Linked DNA regions of Gossypium hirsutum: region 2 is linked to region 1. Evidence: chromatin contacts called from public Hi-C data. All regions are on one chromosome and are shown on one strand. The core of a region is the stretch at or near the end of the contact, and the rest is flanking DNA. Distances in the headings are between cores, read along the strand shown.

What was found. A called contact is a pair of places that touch in the nucleus more often than the background predicts.
Region 2: a contact with region 1 is called in a Hi-C map of leaf, with 2.0 times the contacts expected there. The contact joins the promoter of LOC107886442 here to the promoter of LOC107886357 in region 1. A contact is called at or near these places in 2 of 34 Hi-C or Micro-C datasets (leaf and seedling).

What each region holds. Positions count from the first base shown.
Region 1 is chrA03:89,883,313-89,887,222 of Gossypium_hirsutum_v2.1, reverse strand. It overlaps LOC107886357 (protein WVD2-like 7), which reads right to left and starts at 2,136. Exons shown (of 10, transcript XM_041097300.1): 1 at 1,821-2,136; 2 at 176-973; 3 at 1-11. The coding sequence starts at 1,862.
Region 2 is chrA03:90,275,498-90,279,407 of Gossypium_hirsutum_v2.1, reverse strand. It overlaps LOC107886442 (multicopper oxidase LPR1), which reads left to right and starts at 2,081. Exons shown (of 3, transcript XM_016810399.2): 1 at 2,081-2,467; 2 at 3,065-3,910. The coding sequence starts at 2,180.

The DNA.
Region 1 (3,910 bases), core at 887-3,386:
GCAGGCTTCAACTACAATTAAAAAATAAAAAGTATAAGCTACAAGGATGTAAACACAAGACAAAAAGAAATGCAGGCATCACATCAGAAAACAATGTGAGATCCAGTTTCTGGCTACTACAGTGAATGTTACTTTCCAGAAACCAACAAGAACTAGAATGAATATAAACCCATACCTTAGGAGAATGATTTTGCCGAATCTCTAACTTAGGAGGATCAACTTCTCCAGTGGTTCCACTACAGGGAGATGGATTCTTGGACTTAAATGATTCATCAATACTAACTGCATTGTCATCATGGTTTTCCTCTACTTTTTTATCTGGCTTATCGTTGCTAAAAAGTGGTGTATCGCATCCAATTTCACTTTCAGGAGACTCCTCAGGTTTAACATCTCTAGGGACTAAAACATGAGTTTCATAAGTATATAAACCTCCAGGATATTCTAGTCCACATTCAATCAATGCACCCTCAGTATGATATTTTGAATCTTCAAGACCATTGTCAAAGTGAGCACAAAGGCTACCTTCATTTGCATCACCAGACTGGTTCCCTTCATTTCCATTTCCACAACAAAAATCTTCCCTATAATCTGCATTATCCAAGCCATTCTCACCAAAATGATCGCAATGGCTATCTTTACTTAAACTATCAGATCCTTCTTCAGAATGCTTGTTCTCAGCAGCATGATTTTCAACCAATTGGTATTCTCTGTAACCCTCATTCTCCACGGCATCATTCTCACAGGTTTGATCTTCACCTCCAGTTTGGCCCTCAGATGAACCTTGGAGAAGAAGTGCCTTCTTCCTGAAGTGAGCTTCAAAGTAAGCTTTCTTCTCTATAACTGAACCTGGTTTCGAGAATTTCTCAACCTCTTCAAGATATCTATTGTGTGAGAAAGAGGATCTCCTTTCCCAAGCTAAGGGTTCATTTTCAAATCTGCCAAATGATATAGAACCAGAATGCAAAGATTCTGTCTGCCAAGATTGAAAAGAATGTGGAGTTAGAATAAATCAAATAGGTGGACAAGTTATCAGAGAATAAAGTAAATCGTATTTTATGAGCCAGTTCATGGATCAGAAACTCATAAAAATGGTTAGCAAGATCAAAATTCACCAGCACTTAAATACCCATTGGTAGAGGTACTTGAGATACCGTAAGCCTTTATAGCTAAAGACAATCTTCTGTAGATTTTCAGCTTTTCAAAAATAATATAGTAGACATTTCTAATGGCACAAAAGTGGTTCCATAGATAATTTGAAGTTTGAAAAAGAATAACTAACATATCTAATACTATAATTATAAGTTAATGTCAAAACTAATGGCTAACATACATACCATCTCCTAAGAACAATTCCATTTCTTTGTCTGAGATACATTATGTATGCTTTTGTGTATACATGACATTTTATTCAATAATATCATCAAAACTGAGATAGGAAACAGGGATCATGATCAAACTAGAACTAATCAAGATATGGACTAAGAGAAACTGAAACCTAAATAGCAAGTAAATGAACTTGAGTCATCCAAAAGGGGATATATATGTACAAACTATGAACATGAAGTAAGTTCGTTTTGCAAATGAAGTGAACCAACCACTACAAATTTTTTTTTCCTTGTTTTAAACTTCATCAATGAGATTAAAATTTCATTAGTTAAAAACAAATTGAGGTTCCACCATTTCTAAACATAAACCGGTTTCACAATATTCAGTAAGCACTACAACAATTACCCAGTTGACAAATATAATTCCATTGATGAAACACATAATAGAAATTCCAAACACCTAACCAAAAGGAAAGAAAGAGCAAGAAAATTTACCAGAAAACTAATGTTGAAAGGCTCTTGAAACTCTCCCGCCATTCGCAGCAGTTACCTCAAAATTCAAGAGTGAGTAAGCTACATCCTCAGCGTATCAAACGGATCAAGTCAATCAAATTAAAAACAAAACACATTTCTTCACAACTTCAACAGTAACACACGAATCTTAACTAAAAGTGCTTTGCGAGTAACACGCCAAAAACAGAAAAAGCCAAAGCTCCAAGGTTTTTTTTTTTTCTCGTTTCTTTTCAGATCTTTCTAAAAGAAGGAATAAATATTGTGAATTTGTTTGTGTATAGTGTTAAGAGTAGAAAGTTTGTGAACGTAATAATAATAAAAAAAACCTTTTATCATGTGGGGTTGGTTGTCCTTTTTGTCTTGTTCTCATCAGATCATCACCGCACTTATAATCGGACGGCTGTGATTATGGATCAGAGGAGGAAGAAGATCTAGAGAAAGCTCGCATTCGGATTGGGAACGACACCGTTTTCTGGTATGGTTGGTACTGCAAGTGTTGGGTAATGTCCCACGTTTGAGCTTCATTTATCTGTTGTTGACTTTCCCAGCATTGCTTTTACGACTTATGATCACTGTTGTACTCTTTTCCCATAAAAGGGTCTCTGAAGTCCGAGAATACTTAAAACATTTTTTTCTTAAGTTACTTAAAGCTTATTTTATTTTATAATTTTTAAGAGATTAATAAGATTAATCCACTGTTTATGTACAATTTTTCATGTAAAAAATAAATAATATTTTTTTTGAAATAATATAATCGAAATCAATTTATAGTGTTTTAAGTTTAATTTCCATTATACATTTATTAAAAAAATTCATCATCATGTGGCTATTTATTCAATATATGTTTTTTTTAAATTAGAATAAAATCATTTTAATCCATTTAATTGTAGTATAAATAATATATAAACTTGATGAGTAATTTTTTTGTTGTGTTTTATTAAAGGGGGACAATCAAATATTTATATACATGATTAGTGTTTATAAACACACGTGTACTATTCTAGGCTATTTGCTAGACTTCGTTGCCCCACATGCAAGCTTCTTAGATATATGTGAGCTGAGACAACGAGCTCCTTTTGCGAGCACCAAGTGACATGTGCAAACTAAGACAGCAAACTTCCCTTACAAACTTTCGAGACACGGGTGAGTGACCTAAATCTTATCTAGTTCTCGAGTTAATGATCATAAGAACATAACAAAACCTTTTAAAAATAAGATAATATATAGTTAAAAATTTTAATTAATATAAATGAGATTTATAATCATTTTAATATTCTCATTAAATCAAAGCTTTTTAATCTTTATATAGAAATATATATAACATAAAAATCAATTGATATTTTAATTAAAATTATAAAATTACATATTTAGTATTTAATGTGCCCTTTATTCAAATCAAATCACATCATAATAGTATAAATTATTTTATAAAAAAGAACGAAATTTTAATAATTACCAAATGAAATTGAAACTTGATTAATAAATCCAATTAATTCAATTAAAAATTTTGTAATAATAGAGATATATGGATTATTATCCTATCGGAAAATTGGGATCAATTAGATATTGTGGGTGATCTGCCTATCGGAAAAAATAACAATTGGAAGTTTATTTTTTAATCTAGTAGGGGTTGCAAGCTAAACTACTAATATAATTTGTTCTCTCTTCTGGATCCTTATATTTATTAATATTTGATTGAATAAATTTATTTTTATTATAGATTTAATGATATTTGTTGGAGATAAATCCAAATTAAGCAACGAATAAGAATGAATAAAGAAAATTGGATACAAATATTTATATGGAAAAACTCCTCTAACGAGGATAAAAAACCACGGGTAAAAAAAAACTTCACTAAAAGCTACAAATAACCGAAGAAGAGTACAAGATAGAAAAAATTTAAAACAAACCCTCGCATCCTAAAAAATACAAAGCTCTCTGGCTAAAAATAAATTTCCCCCTTAAACTCTCTTTTGTAGGTTGCTAAAAGCTTATTTATATGCTGAAATTCGTGGGCGTATCTGATTAAAATATCCCTAGAGTAATCAGAGTTTAAGTGGAAAAAGATATTA
Region 2 (3,910 bases), core at 832-3,331, 390 kb before region 1:
ACAAATGACAAATTTATTAAAATTTTCAGAAATTAAAATTAAAATAACAAATCTTATAAATATTGAGGACTAAATTTGTTAAATATTTTATATTTAGGATTAAATTGATAGAATATATAAATATTAGATGGCTAAATTTGTTATTAAATCAATAAAAAAAGTCTACATCAAGTACTTATCACTCATGTAATGGCCACTAAAGAGAGAGTGACCAACATATTTGATTTTGAAAAATTTAGTGAGTAAATTGAAAAACTTAATAATTTAATGACCAAAATAAAACCAACACAATAATTTAGTGATATTTTTGTAATTTACCCTATATTTAAAGGGGAAAACAGCCTGTTGATAACTTGATTCCTTTCATTTATTCAAATTCATATACTTCAGTTCATCATAATGCTTCACAATATAAATATTGACACAGATTATTTAAACTTAATCTAATTGATTCGTTCACATTTATATTATTTCAAAAGACAATAAAGATGTAGCAAAGGGCAAAAGTTCCAAAAGAAGCAGTTGGCGGTCGAAACCTAATTATTTAAGAAAAATTCAATGTGGGTGGTCGAGACCTAATTATTTAGTTTAAATGCACAAGCATGTGGTGTTCACTAAGTGATGAATTTGTGCCCAATGCTTTACACTTTGGACATCCACAAAATCAGTAAGTAAATAAATATTCTTCATGCTCATTATGAAAATCATGTCCAAACTTCTATTGCTTCACTTTAAAATTAGGTTCAAGCAGGTTATTATTTAGCTCATCATGAAAGTCAATGTGGTTTTTATAAAGATAAGAATGCTAAAATTTATTGAAACTCGATAAAAGTAATATATTAGGAATTAGATTACATTTTGGTCTTTCTATAAAAAAATAAATAAATTAGTCATTAGATCAAAAAGTAAATTGATCATTTTTGTTAAAAATTTCATCTCTTTATATGATTAAAAACTGATATAGCTAACAGAATAACCAGACAATGATACTTGGCGTGCTACGTGTACTTCATATTGACATACATTGACTCATTTTAATAGTGGAGATAAATAAATTTTTAACAAAAGAGCCAGTTTACTTTTTAATCTAATGTATAAAAATTAATTTATCCATTTATTAAATAAAAAGAAAAATATAATTCCAGTTGATAATACCATTCACACTCTTAATATTGTGGAAAAGTAAAGCACGTTTCTGATATGTTGCAATTGAGGCGTCATCACTATTCCTTTTGACGGATTAATCAAAAATAAAAAATAAAAAAAATCTTGATGGTTGGTATTGAAATATGGTCTGATGGAATCCATCAACCGAGCAAATTAAGTCAAGCAGTGGGAGACTTTTGGGAGTGATGTTAACAGTTAATCAACCAAACAAAAAGCTTTGGTTGTGGTTTAAAATTCTGCAGACATCAAGTTACAAAGGGAACATGGAATCTATGGAAAGATTAATTAGTTTGGACCAATATAGAGTCCTCCTCAGTACACATATTTATTAGTCAACCAGAGAAATCTAGCGTCTTCAACTTCACACCTCAATTAAAGAGAAAGCTGTTTAAACAAAAATCAAACACCTAACAGCAGTCACATTGAGAAGAAACTAAAGAATATGTACTATTAATTTGGAATCAATTCTATGCTCATTCCATTCGATAACAATTAATATTATGTGTTCAAGATTTTTTTTTTTAAATTTTCTTTTGAAATTAATAAATTAAAATAAAACATATTGCGTGAGTTTAAACAGTAAAACCAAACGTTATAACAATAAAAATGTAGTTGAATACGAAGGGGATGAAAAATATATAACTACATTAATTAAGCTTAAGTAACTGTAGGTTTTCAGCTCCAAACTTTTAATGTTATTTAACTTTTTCATAGAAATTTAAGCAAAATCAAGGAGTTTCTTTTTATCGGAGATGCCAAGGTGGAGTTGGAAACTTATCTCCCTTTGTTTTTATCTGTCTGGCTATGGTAATTGGGTGTACTTTTTTTTTTGGTTCATAACAATGTTTTTTTGTCAATTACCTTTTACTCTATTTTATATGGATTTTGATTCTGGCATGGAATGATTATACCATCATTTTCATATCAGAATATGATATAATAGTAAAAACACACACACATGAAAATTATATAAACAGAAGGAAGTGCCATATCTTTTACCAAGTTAACCCCTATGAAGGCATTCCCTTTCAAAGCCTATCTCTCTCTTTCTCTCACTCACACACAGTACTCACGCTTCCTCCCTTTGTTTTCTCTGGTTTCCATGAGGAGGATTCTGCTTTCTCTCCTACTTTTAGCTCACCTTGGGGAGCTCGGCGCTGAAGATAGGCTTCTGAATCCATCAAAACTGGAGATGTTCGTTGATGAGCTTCCAGATATGCCTAAAATCCAAGGTTTTCGTATGCTCAATACTTCCCCCAAACCCAAGTCACTCATGATTGGCATGTTCAAGAAAAAATGGGTAACTATATTCCTTTCTTTTCTATTCCAAATATTCTTGCTAAGCAAATAGGAGAATTTCTTTTTCAAAATCTACAGCTATTGACAACCTCCAACTTGTATTCTTATTTTTCTTTTAAGAATTATAGCGCAAAACTAGAGAAAAGAGTTAAAATGTTTTAAGTCTCCTCTTCCAGTAGCTGAAAAGAAGCGTGTTCCTCAGTCACCTTACCTTCTTGTCTTCAAAAATTGCTGCAAATTCATGTAATTACATAACCCCCAAATATAGTATAGTTAAAAACTGAGACTGGTTCTTTGCTATCTTCGACACCTTGGCCAGTTGTAAAGTTTGGTGCTTTCCCATCTTAATATATTTACCAAAATAATAATAATAATAATATAAAGTAGACAGCGAAGTGAGTGATAATAATAAGTTATGAGTTGTAGTCTTATTTTATTTATTTGTTTGATTGATTAGTTTATTTTTTACACTTTTTTATTAACAGAGTAATTAAATTATGTTGGTAAATTCGAGGGAAAAATGTTTAATCTTTTTGCAAAGCTTGGGTCTTACAACATCATCATAATCGCTCTACTTTGTCTTAATTCGAGATTTCAGAAATTCCACAGGGACTTGCCTCCAACGCCAGTGTTCGCCTATGGTGCTTCAAGCCGCAGGGCAACAGTCCCCGGTCCGACCATCGAGGCACTCCAGGGAATTGACACTTACGTGACATGGAAAAACTTTCTCCCATCAAAGCACATACTGCCATGGGATCCGACAATTCCCACTGCCATACCTGCAACCAAGACGGGTATCCCTACCGTAGTGCACCTCCATGGCGGCATGCATGAACCCGCCAATGATGGAAACGCAAACTCATGGTTCACTGCTGGATTCAAAGAGAAGGGTCCTGACTGGTCTAAGAGAACATATCACTACAACAATAATCAGCAGCCTGGAAGTCTTTGGTACCATGATCATGCCATGGGGTTGACCAGAGTCAACCTATTAGCCGGTCTGATTGGAGCCTATGTTATTCGACACCCTGAGGTTGAGGGCCCACTTGAACTTCCCCACGGCGTAGAGTTCGATCGGCCTTTGATCGTCTTTGATCGTAGCTTTCGTAAGGATGGATCCATATACATGAATTCCACAGGAAACAACCCCTCTATACATCCGCAATGGCAGCCGGAATATTTCGGCGACATAATCATAGTGAATGGTAAGGCATGGCCGAAGATGACGGTTCGACGTCGTAAATACCGATTACGTATAATCAACGCTAGCAATGCTAGATTCTTCAGATTTTTCTTCACAAATGGCTTGGAGTTCATCCACGTGGCATCTGACTCGACTTACCTCGGGGAACCCGTGGTGACCAATGAAACTCTGCTGGCACCCTCAGAGATTGCTGACGTGGTCGTTGACTTTTCAAAATCAGAGACGGATGAAGCTGTTCTA